Linked DNA regions of Mus musculus: all the other regions are linked to region 2. The links are chromatin contacts, called in public HiChIP or PLAC-seq and promoter capture Hi-C maps. All regions are on one chromosome and are shown on one strand. Each heading gives the region's core, a stretch centred on a gene start, on an enhancer-like site or on the middle of the called end of the contact. The rest is flanking DNA. Distances are from core to core; before and after follow the strand shown.

The links. Promoter capture Hi-C pulls out the DNA fragments that hold promoters and counts their contacts. HiChIP or PLAC-seq counts read pairs in DNA pulled down with a chosen protein or histone mark.
Region 1: a contact with region 2 is called in an H3K27ac HiChIP or PLAC-seq map of cardiomyocytes, with 5 times the contacts expected there. The contact joins the promoter of Rnf217 here to the promoter of Trdn in region 2. A contact is called at or near these places in 2 of 39 promoter capture datasets (cranial neural crest and hippocampal neurons), 1 of 484 Hi-C or Micro-C datasets (cardiomyocytes) and 3 of 115 datasets of contacts at active chromatin or transcription factors (cardiomyocytes, embryonic forebrain and forebrain).
Region 3: a promoter capture Hi-C map of hippocampal neurons shows a contact between it and region 2, with 12 times the contacts expected there. The contact joins the enhancer-like site here to the promoter of Trdn in region 2. A contact is called at or near these places in 15 of 39 promoter capture datasets (the 3T3-L1 cell line, 3T3-L1-derived adipocytes, the C10 cell line and 8 more).

Annotation. Positions count from the first base shown.
Region 1 is chr10:31,608,053-31,611,904 of GRCm38.p6, reverse strand. Rnf217 (ring finger protein 217) reads left to right here and starts at 2,180. Exons shown (of 6, transcript NM_001146349.1): 1 at 2,180-3,521. The coding sequence starts at 2,721.
Region 2 is chr10:33,081,940-33,085,811 of GRCm38.p6, reverse strand. It overlaps Trdn (triadin), which reads right to left and starts at 2,329. Exons shown (of 38, transcript NM_029726.2): 1 at 2,067-2,329. The coding sequence starts at 2,088.
Region 3 is chr10:31,741,272-31,745,120 of GRCm38.p6, reverse strand. All of the region lies in intron 5 of Nkain2 (Na+/K+ transporting ATPase interacting 2), which reads left to right. Among named protein-coding and RNA genes, the nearest start is that of Rnf217, 130 kb to the right of the region's middle. Within about 2 kb of position 2,535, at least 7 of the 459 cell types and tissues checked have an H3K27ac peak or open chromatin away from gene starts, as enhancers often do. A contact at or near this core is called in hippocampal neurons, where this site is marked.

The DNA of each region.
Region 1 (3,852 bases), core at 931-3,430, 1.5 Mb after region 2:
TCTAATATCTGGCTAAAAATTTTCAAGGAAGCCCCAAGTAAGCCATATTCAAAGGGCAGGTTAAAAAAAGGTGATAATAGAAATGACTAGTACTACAAAGTCATTAAGAGAATCCTAAGGTTCTGGATCTGACATTGAATTCTGAATTTGAGTTCAGATATTAAAGGTGGAGGATTATGGGAGTTGTTCAGTTCAGGTTAGGACATGCTGAGAGTTGAAAGTGATATAGGCAGGACACTAAAGACACTTTTGTTGCAGAAACAGCCATATACAGTTTGTCAGCTGATGGTCTGAGCAGAGACAATATTAACGTCTATAGTATGTCTGTGAAAATTTTGTTATACACACACACACACACACACACACACACACACACATATATATATATATGTATATATATATGTATATATATATATATATATGCTATATTTCCTGTTTCTTTTTCTTTTTGCCATTGTTGTTTTGTTTGTTTGTTTGTTTTTAAGACAGAGGTTTTCTACATGTAGCTCTGGTTGACTTAGAACTTACTCTACAGACCAAAAGTGGCCTTGAACTCAGAGGTCCACCTGACCTTTGCTTCCCAAGTGCTGGGATTAAAGGTGTGTGCCACCACTACCCAGCTAGTAACTATATTTTCACTCTTTTTTTTTTAAAGAAAGAAAGAAAGGAAGAAAGGAAAGAAAGAAAGAAAGAAAGAAAGAAAGAAAGAAAGAAAGAAAGAAAGAAAGAAATCCCATCAGCACACTTATCAGTGGTGCTCCATGAACCTGGGATAGACTGAGCAAAGACCCACCATTATAGGATTGCGTTATGATTCCTCTGTGCTGTTGGGGACCTGTGAGTCCCAGACCTCATGCTAGAGGTGCCAGGCCCAGGAGTCAGGCACGAGAGGATTTACCTAGAGGAAGATGACATGTTGCTCAGAAATGCTAGCAGCATGTAGCAGGAAGAAGTCCTGGTAAGGAAAGAAAGGGCAATCCTTGAACAGGGAGATGGAGTCTTCTGGAGTCCCAGCAACATCCGTCCACTTACCTGTCTGGGCTTTCCAGCGGGTTGTGTTTCTGAGGTGGATACTGAGGATTGAGTGAGTGAGCTATCTCTCCAGGCTGCCTGAGTACCATTTAATCATCAAAAAATAGTTATTCTTCATTCTTGGGTCAGACTACTGAGTGCCAGGGCATCTGGCGGCAAGTCACCATGCTCTGGTGTACCTGAGCTTCAACCGCACCTGATTGAAACCCATGACCTTTGGGTCTCTGCTTGGTCAATACTGAATTCTTAGTTCCCTTGTAGCCTTTGCATTTGCCTTGGAAAATATTTTAGAACAAATCAATAACAACTTCAAGGTTAAAAAATAATCTACACATTTAACAGATTTTTCCTTTGACATGAATGTGTAAATTGAATTCCCTCCCTATTTTAAAAAAATAAAAATGGTTGGCTTCCCAAAAATGTTTTCATTGGCTTTAGAAAACTAAATCACACCAGTGTTTGGGTGACTAATACTTCCTGTAAAATAAAGATAGATCAACACATAATTAAGTTCTGGCTGAGATATAATTGTTGCCTTGGAAACAGTTTTGGGTATGAATATGGTTATGTTAATAAGTTTCCCTGATTCCTAATGATGATCCAGCTGATTAATCAGGCCAGGCTACCCACTTAAAGGGGTTCAGAAACAAAACAAAAACCAAACAAACAAACAAACAAAACCCCAAGAGCCCACAAAAATAATTCGCGAGAGAACACTGAGCAGAGGAAAAGCAGTAAATGTCAGATTAGTTATTCCTTAGTGCTTGTAAATATTATAGTTGGAGGAGCAGACGACAAGTGCTTTTGGGTTATTTATGGTTTTCGAAGATCCTTCCTATCGCACCAGGTAGAATGCACACCATCGCCTCTACTTCTCGAGCGTGACATCCCAGTGTGTTCTCCGTCCAGAGCCCAGGGTCCAGCAGTTTTTGTCGGAAGTTCTACTTAAAGCAGAGCACTAAGGGGCGCCTGCAAGCGCTTAAGCATTTGGCTGGGGCCGAGTGGGAATTCTTAGGGGTGAGAGCACAGCTCAGCTTAGATCACCCTCACTCCTGTGTGCGTGCGACTGTGTGCGTGGGCGCCCGCGCGCGTATGTGTGTACGTGTGGGGAGGTGTGTGCCAAAGGGGTGGGGTGAGGGGAGGGAGCAGGGCCCTAGGTGCTGCACGAGGAGAGGGAGGTCTCCCGCTTCTCCTCCAGGGACACCAGCCACTGCTTGCGGACTCGGCCACCTCTCGGTGACGCCACAGGCCCGGCGACCCTCGGGATCGCCGGCTGCGCGCCCCGCCGCGGAGGCAGGGATGGCGCGGGGCTGACCGTCTCCTCCCGCCTCCCGGGAACTCTTCCGCCCCACCCGGGACTCGCGGGTCCGCGGCAGCGCCGCGACGTGCATGCGGGCCGGGCCCCCTCAGCCTGAGGCCCTCGGAGTCCTCGAGGCGGTGCCCGGCCGCGCCGGACGAGGAGGAAGACGACGACTACGAGGTGGAGGAGGAGGAGCCGGCTGCCCGCACGCTGCGGCCCGGGAGCCCGGGCTCCCCGGAGGGCGCTTGGGGCGTCCCGGCCCCGGAGGAGGGATCCGGAAGCAGAAGGGCCGCCGCGAGTGGAGCGGAGCCGCTTGCCCGCGCTGCCCGGCGCCGGCTGGGGGTCCGGGCGGCTGGATGGGCGGCGGCGGCGCAGGCCGCGGGCGGCGATGGGCGAGGAGCAGAGCACGGTGAGCGGCAGCGGCGGGGCGCGGGCCTCTGGCGGAGGCTCGGCGGGCCAGCCCGAGTCCCCCAGGCCGCGAGGGGACCGCGTCCGGACAGCCGGGCCGCGCGCTGCAGCCTCCTCTTCACGGCCGAACGGCGGCGGCGGCGGCAGAGACCCGGGCTGCGTGGACGCGAGTGTCCAGGAGCCTGCGAGCAACCGGGCCCCGGCAGGGCAGCCCGCGCGACTGCCACTCAGCGGGCCCCTGGACCCCCAGAGTCTGGAACTGCAGCTGGAGCGCGAGGCGGAGGGAGCGGGGCCACGGGAGGCGCCCCCCGGCCAGCAGCCCCCCGACGGGCTGCTCCTGGACGTGCTGGCCCAGCGACACCCGCCCCCCGCCAAGCCGCAAGTCCTCTGCTCCGTGTACTGCGTGGAGAGCGACTTGCCCGAGGCCCCCTCCGCCGAGTCCCCGTCGCCGTCGGAGTCCCCACCTCAAGCACCGCTGGGGCCGATTCCCGCCAGCCCGCCGCCCTCCTTCCCCAGCTCCCCGCTGTCGCTCCCGGCTGACCCCCTTTCCCCCGACGGCGGCAGCATCGAGCTGGAGTTCTACCTGGCTCCGGAGCCCTTCTCCGTGCCTGGCCTATTAGGGGCTCCACCCTACTCTGGCCTGGGGGGAGTAGGGGACCCCTATGCGCCCCTCATGGTGCTGATGTGCCGGGTGTGCCTGGAAGACAAACCCATCAAGCCCCTGCCCTGCTGCAAGAAGGCGGTGTGCGAGGAGTGCCTCAAAATCTACCTGAGCTCTCAGGTAACTCTCCACTACTCTCTGCCCACCCTCAGCCCTGATCGCCATGGCAAGGCATTAAACTTCCTAGCAAGGACAGAGGTGACCGGTCCCCTTATCCAGGGTCTCCAGCAATTGCTGGCGTTCTAGTTGTTATTGAATGTATTTTACTCACACTGGTTTATTGGCTGGTTAACTCTGCTCTGAGATTCAGGTTTTGGTTGGCAGCTGCTAGAGGAATGAGGTGGATTGCCCTCTGATTATTTTGTCTGTGGATTGCATGCAAGAGCTTGTTCCCAGGAAAGTAGAAAGACTGCCTCACAGGCCTGGCATCCCAGAAACTAACAGACAGTGA
Region 2 (3,872 bases), core at 1,080-3,579:
GGGATTTGCACAAAAGTGGTGGTAAGTGAAATACAGCAGAAGAAAGAAAAGACAACTGAAGGCTGAAAGAACAATGAGAAACAAGACCTTTACAAAACATCTCTTTAATGAAAGGCAAACAAGAAAGAATGAAGAAAGGTTGTTATAGATGAGAAACAAAGAGTGGGAATCACAAGGTAAAGAAAAAGTGTCAAATCCTTTGGAAAACTGAGGAGACTGACTATGGTAATAACCACAGATAACACAAATTCATTGAGCTGGCAATCTAAGTTTCTCCTGACAAATAAACAGATCATTGCAAAGAAGGAATAAGTACAACACTCATGATCACATGGTAGAGACCCTACCTACTCCGAAGACCAGACTATGGGAAATGATGATTATCCAGAAAATTATATGCTGTGCTCACGTAGTCAACTCAGATTTTCTCAGTTGCTGTTTTATGGGCCCTACCACAGAGGCTTCACAACATCTTCAACTCCCTATGGGTACAAATAATTCTATTTCAAAACAACAGTCCTTTAATAAAACGTGCTATGGATCAAGTGCAAATGCATGTAGGACATGCACTGTAATCAAGGAGCACGATTGGCCAGCAATGTCTGAAATTAGTGGCAGCCTAGGTTCCAAGCACAGGCTGACAGGAATGCCCAGAGGTTTCTTAATACCTTGTACAGGAATAAGCAGAACACTTTTATAGACAGATCTTTTCAAGGCCAACATAAGGGCGACATGACACAGAATGTCCAAAGTATAGAAAAAAAAATTATAATATTATTTACATTCAGTTAGCAAATTCTGAACTAAAACTGGCAAACAGTAAATTTTATATCCTCTAATGGAAAAGAGAAAACACAGGCTGGCTTCAAGGAGCTGATACCCAATCTTGACTACAATTTGGTAATGGGAAGTCATGGAATATCTGAGTAACAGGGTTTTTTGTGTGTGAAATAGACATCAAATTGCTACTTAGTGGAATGGTGTGAGGTCTCACAAACGAAATGTGCATAAGTTTCTAAACAAAATACCTAATAAATGGAAATCTCTCAGTAATATTGTTATTAATTTGTGGTGACAGGCTATCTCTGTAACTAATACAAGCAAGGCATTTTTTTTCCTCACAGATATTGCCTAAATCTTCAGGGAAAATTATTTTCTTTACATAGATTTCTACCCACACAAAAGATAAAACAAATAGATTTCTATTTTACAGTCTCGTTAAAAACAAAATGACATTTAACTTGGAAACTGTCAAAAGTACCACCTGCCTTATGTACTTATTGCTGTCAGAGAGAATGTTAAGCGTATCTTCCATAGTTTTACCTCAACTAAAGCCAGACTGTATTATTTTTAAAGAATTACTTCATTAGTAAGACGGGTGTGAGTGTTTGTAGATTTATTATAAGTGTATAAATAGAAAATATGTTAATATAAATATAAAACACACTACTTATAGAGAAACAAGAAATGAGTTTACAAAATAACTAGATTTCTAAGAGTTAAATGCTTTATTTTTAAAAGTTAGACTTCTCTGACTTTCTGAAATTTCTAACTTTGTCTTTGAGCATTTGTCAATGGTAAAATGACTATGATTCTTCAGGGCACTTCTATCTGCGATGCATATAAGCAAGCTGTGCACCCTAGCTGGAAAGAGAAGACATTTAAGAATTCAAATTTTAAATACTATAAAGAAAAGATGCTCCAGATCATATTTCTAAACTGACACATCACACATAATATTCTGATTTTTTTCCATCTCCATCCTCACATGTCTTATAATTTTTGTCTTAAATTTTTTGCCACCATGTCCTCAGCTATTTATAGAGGTGAGGTGATAACGGAGAGGGTAGTGGGGCCTCTAGCATAGCAGAAAATACTTTCCACACGTAAAATTCCCGATAAATCTCCCCTTGCTCCCTCAAACACACAAATCTGGCAACCGCTCAGCTTCCAATTTCATTTTGCAGATCCTGTGTAGACTCACAGAACTAATTAACTAGAAGCCAGCTGAAGCCTATAGCGTCCCTGAGGCTGTTGATTTACATAATGTCCCCAGGCAACAGTACCTTCAGCAGTGATCTCAGTCATGGTGGGTGCAGAAATCAAGCAGGTGAAGAGTTCCAGTCAAGTGGCACTTTGCAGAATAAGGTAGGATTAGAGAACTCTGGTAGAGGGGTATGACAAGGGCTCTTCCTTTTCCTGGATTTTCTGGCTGATTTTTGTTGTCTTGTTGAACTTTGCCTCTTCTCTGCAGAGTTCTCCCCCTGGAAACAACCTAAGCCCTTTCCAAGCAGTACTTGTGGCTCAGCTAAAAGTATCAGCTTCAAACAAAAATAGCCTCATCTGCCTTGGACTCTTCAGCACTTTTTTTTTTTTTTTTGGCACTCTGGAGGAACACACACACACACACACACACACACACCAACTCTCAAGCCCTAAAGATACAGGCAAATATAAGTAAGTAAATAAATAAAAGCAAATAAATAAAAGAGGAAAACAAAGCCAGAGTATCTAGAAAGTGCTGTCTAAGCCCCCGCAGTGTCTCTGATATAATTACAGATTGGGGATTGGTGTCAGAAAACATAAAATAAAGAGTTGAAAGTAATCTTACCCTAGATAGCTCAGATTTATTCTTAGTGCCTCTAATACTCAGAACATTCCTCTCTCCCTTATTTGGCTAGGGGAGGATCATGTAATGTCTACCACAGGCAGAGGGGAGGGCAGTTGTTAGTAATTTTTCTGTGTTGGTTTGTTGTTGTCCCAAATCCTCTAGTCAAGTGCACTTATATAGGGCTACACTCAGAACTGAAATTTGTAACTCCTGGCCATTCTTTTAAGCTAGTCATGTTGTAAAAAATTAATATTTTTAAATATTAGTCAATAAGAAGCATGTAATGTGACAATAAAAATCAATCTCTGAGAAGTATGCCGTCTCAGGGTTTTATTCCAACACCTTATTAAAAACAAAATATCTGAATTCATTTCAGCAGTGAAAGAAAGAGAAGGTGAAATAAAGTTTAGAAATCCACTGTTCACATTTTAGAAATGGATTTCACCATTTCCCTTTCCGAACTTGAAAGAAAGGAAGAAAAAAAAATCCTAGCAGCAGCTAACAATTAGCTAAATTGCCTGATTAGCATTTCACCTTCCCACTTCTAGACAGGTGTTAATGAGAAGAGAAATATTCAGTAGTTGGTGGTTGGAAGGGGAAGGAGAATCAAAGGGCATTGATGATCATAAACTTTAACCAATCTGAGAATTATCAAGGGCTGGCTTTCCTTATCTTTTATTTTCATCTCACATTCAACTTAATAAAAGCTTGCAGTTTTGTCTCTTTGCCTTAACTCACTGCCATTGGCTGACAGAATCTCTTGAATCTGTAGGCAATTCTTAGTTTACAAAGCACAGCTCTATCTTCTGTTTTAAAATGAGGCTCAGAAGAATGATGTGACAGCTATTTGCATAGACAATGACATCCTACATGTCACCAGCTGTCTTCATTGGCTGCCTCAATTTCATGGCACAACAGAAATTGCATAGAAATCAGCTGAATAAACAAGTCAGAACTCTTAGTTCAGACGGGAGGAAAAGATTCCAGGTAGACTCTTAATGTTATACAGAGCCCACAACTAGCAGCTGGGACTGGACTGAGATGATTAACATTGATTACAGTGCTCATACATTACCTGAGAGCTAATGTCCTCTTGCAGGCAGTACTGATTCCAAATTAAAGGAATCACTGCAAATAAAGACCATCCAAAAGGCAAAATGATGCCTTTGGAATACTGGGTTAATCTAGAAGTGTTCCCTGAAAGCAGAGTTCACCTCACTGTGGTTCTCTCCTGTGGTTATTTGATAACAATAGCTCCCAA
Region 3 (3,849 bases), core at 1,286-3,785, 1.3 Mb after region 2:
AGCTTACTGGTTAAGGTAAAGTGTGCCTATGAGCTAAGGAGACAGCTCAGTGGTTAAGGTAAGTGTGCCTATGATCTAAGGAGATAGCTCAGTGGTTAAGGTAAGTGTGCCTATGATCTAAGGAGATAGCTCAGTGGTTAAGGTAAGTGTGCCTATGATCTAAGGAGATAGCTCAGTGGTTAAGGTAAGTGTGCCTATGATCTAAGGAGATAGCTCAGTGGTTAAGGTAAGTGTGTCTATAAGGTAAGAAGACAGATCAGTGGTTAAGAGCACTTGCTGCCCTTACATATCGCACCTGGATTTGATTCTTAGCACACACACTGCTGCTAACAACTGTATGGAACTCTAGTTCCAAAGGATTTGACTCCATCTCCTGCCCTCACCTGACACTGCATGGGTGTAGCATGTAAACAAAAGACTAAACACCCTTACACATTAAAAAAGGAAAAGATGTACTTAAGCTGACAGATAGCTCAGTGGATGATCCCTAAGACTCACTTGGTAGGAAGAAGAGAGCAAACCTCACATGTCATTCTCTGACCTCCACACAGAGATAAATTAAATAAATGTCGTTTTTAGAAAGTTGTGTCCCTGCAAAATCATTGTTTACAGTTACTGTTAAAGCAATGGTTTAGAAATATCTAAAATCCCAAGATATTTTAGAATGAGTCCAGAATACTTAAAAACAGCTAGTGACATTTTACTGATGTTAAAACTTCACTTTATAGAAACTAAAATAAGAATAATATAAGTCCCAAAATATAGAATCCTTGTATTAAAATTCTTAATATGTCAGAAAATACAAATTATAGGGATGTTGTCTTAGGGAATTCTGTCCTAAGTAAGCTTTATCAATATCATGTAAATCCAAGGAGATCAGAAGTTTCCAACATCTTTTAGATAGATAAATCTTATGCCACCATATCTAATAAAATGCTTCCACAAAACTTCGGAAAGTAATGTCTTTTATCTATTTTGTTACCTCCTTATTCCTGCCTTTATTAATCCAAAGGGTAAGAAACTATATCCTATACAAGTTTCCTCATGGTGATCCGAGAACTCAAACTGTTTGTCTGGCTTTCCTAAGCCATTAGCATCAGGTTTAGACTCTGACAGGCAAAGCACACAGCCCACAAATGTGTGTCAAGGCTGCTTGCATACAGTGACCTTTGGTGACTTCTAGTTACGTTTATCTGTGGTGATTTCCAGCAACAGTTAGGAGTGTTTACAGAGTAAACTCTTAGCTAGCATTTCTCACACTACGATCATTGTCTTAGTCTCTTACCATGTGCTTATCGAAAGACACTGACCAGAAATCTGACTTCTAATAATCTTAAGTAAAGAGGAGTTGAAATGTTTGTCCAACTTTGGGAATAAAGAAAATTATTTTGACCCTTATTTTTAAGAAAGCCAACAAAAACAACAAAAGGGGGTACTCTGAAAGCAAGCCTTGAAGACTTAAGAAATCTCTGATGCTTGTGCAACACTGAAGCTTCCACAGTATCTTTTTAAAGCTACCTGCTTGTCAAATTAGTTCTCTCCATCCCTAGAGGAAAGTTTAGGTTCTGTAACTTGTGGTGAGAACACACTGTAGAGATAAGGACAAGGTTATGGCTACCGGGTGAATAAAATAAGCTTGCGGAGGATCTGAAAGTGAACAGCTCTGTGCTCAGTCTTCAGAGTACCCAGCAGAAGTGAGACGGTACTTATACCTTCAGCATGTTCTACCTGCATCTCAGTTCCCCAAATAATGACGCTGAGATTTAATAATATATGAATGAATGCCTATGCCATAAGCTTTGACTCATTCCCCAAATATCTCATAACTTAATTAATCCATTTACTGTATTATATGAATGCCACGTTGCTGGTTACCTCTTCTCAACTTCATGCATCTGTGTCCTCAGTGTTTGAACCTCTGCCAGCACCCAGAGTTCCTATCTCCCTACCAGAACTCCCACCCCCTATTTCCTGCCTCAGCTAATAGGCCATCAGCCTTTTACTGGCAAGTGATGCTTCCAAATATTACACAAAGAGATTCTCTCTACAGGGAGAGGCATCAACTTCCAAGGAACCATGAACCATGAGCATCAACACAAGTTAGACTCCATAAAATAGTAAGAAATCATTATTCAAATAGAGGGTACTAGACTGCATAACACGGGAGAGGAGGGGAGATTGAGAGGAGGAATTAATATTTCAGGCTAGCCTCACACTTACTATGTAGCCAAGATGACTTCAAACTTCTGATCTGATTCCTCCTCCCAAGTGCAGGGATTATAAGTATGCAATGTTTTTGCAATGCTGAGTTGAGCTCAGTCTTGTGTGTGCTAGGAGAGCACTGAGCCTACCAAGCTTCATGGCTAGCCTTATAACAGATCCACTAATACAACATCTCTCTGCAGTGAAAAGCTTGAACGGGAACTTCTCTGTGCTTGACCCCATAGTCAAAACCAGAGCTAAAGCCTGGCCAATGAGCTGACCGCATGAACTCACAGCACACCACTGCCACCTGCTGTTCACACTACAATATGACATCAGGCAGCATGTTCTGTTTCCTATGAATCAGTAGAGCTGCCATGAGAACACACCACAGCGTCAACACCTTAAACAACAGAAACTTATTCTCTCCCAGTTCTGGAAGCTGAAACTCCAAGATCGAGGTGTTAGCACACATATTGTCCTGAGACCTCTCCCTGCCTTATATATGGTACTTTTTCAAAGTCCTTGTGTACCATATTCTCCATCTCTTTCTAGTTATTTTTAATAATTTCGAGCCAGTTAGACTGCAGCACTGTTCTGATGACTGTGTGTAACTTTAATTGGCTCTTTAAAGGCTTTGACTCAAATTTAAGCCTTCTATTTATAAAATGAGGGAGCACAAATCAAGCTATACCCCAAACACATACATGCACACACACATACACAAGCACATATGTACATGCAGAAGCAGGCAAGCATGCGTGTACATGTGCACGCACATAATATGCTTTTTTAATGTATAAGTGTATTTATGGAGGGAAGAGTGGAGGTGGCCTCAGATTAGAATTTTTGGGTAGTAATGCTGCCCAGCATGGCAGCATCTTCACTACCATCAAGCAAGAAATCCCGACACTTTCAACTGTAACATCATCTGCTTTTAGATGAAAAGTTCCACACCAAGGAAAACTAAAAGCAAAGCATGGACTGTCTCAACCATTTGAGCACAGTGGCCCTTAGAACACACATGTTTGTGTTTGTTCTGTCTTAAGAGAACATCTTGTCCTTTTAAGAACTAAATGTTGGTCTCTTGCAAATACCTTAGAGTGGGCATCCTCACTATGCTCTTTACAGCCCAGCTCCCCTGTCTCTGACCATAGCTTTATGGCCCCATGTCTCCTCCAACCAGTTAACACCCCATATTTGTTCTTGTTTACAATCTTCTATAAAAGAAATTAAAGTGTCTGGGATCACTGGTCTTCATCCTTTTTACCATATGCATGGCACTTTTCTCTTGCTTAGACCCCACCCCCTGATGCATAGCATTGACACTTTGTCACTTCAGTGACAATACTAAAAATTTACCTTCGAGTGTTACCTGCTATTAAAAGATCTTTATAGAAAATATCTACAGTCTTTAAGAGGGAAAAAAAAAGTCCTTCAATACATGACTTCTCCATTTTCATTAGTTTCTTTCTTAAAGTAATTTCATTAGAACAAAGTACATGCATCCATTTTAAAGTACCTTTTTCTAAATACTTTATCCATATCTATGGATTCCTTTACTTGTAGACTCAAAATGGCAGATAGAAAATATTTGGGGAGAGGGAAGAGTACATTTGTACAAACTATGGCCAGATGTGTTGTCCT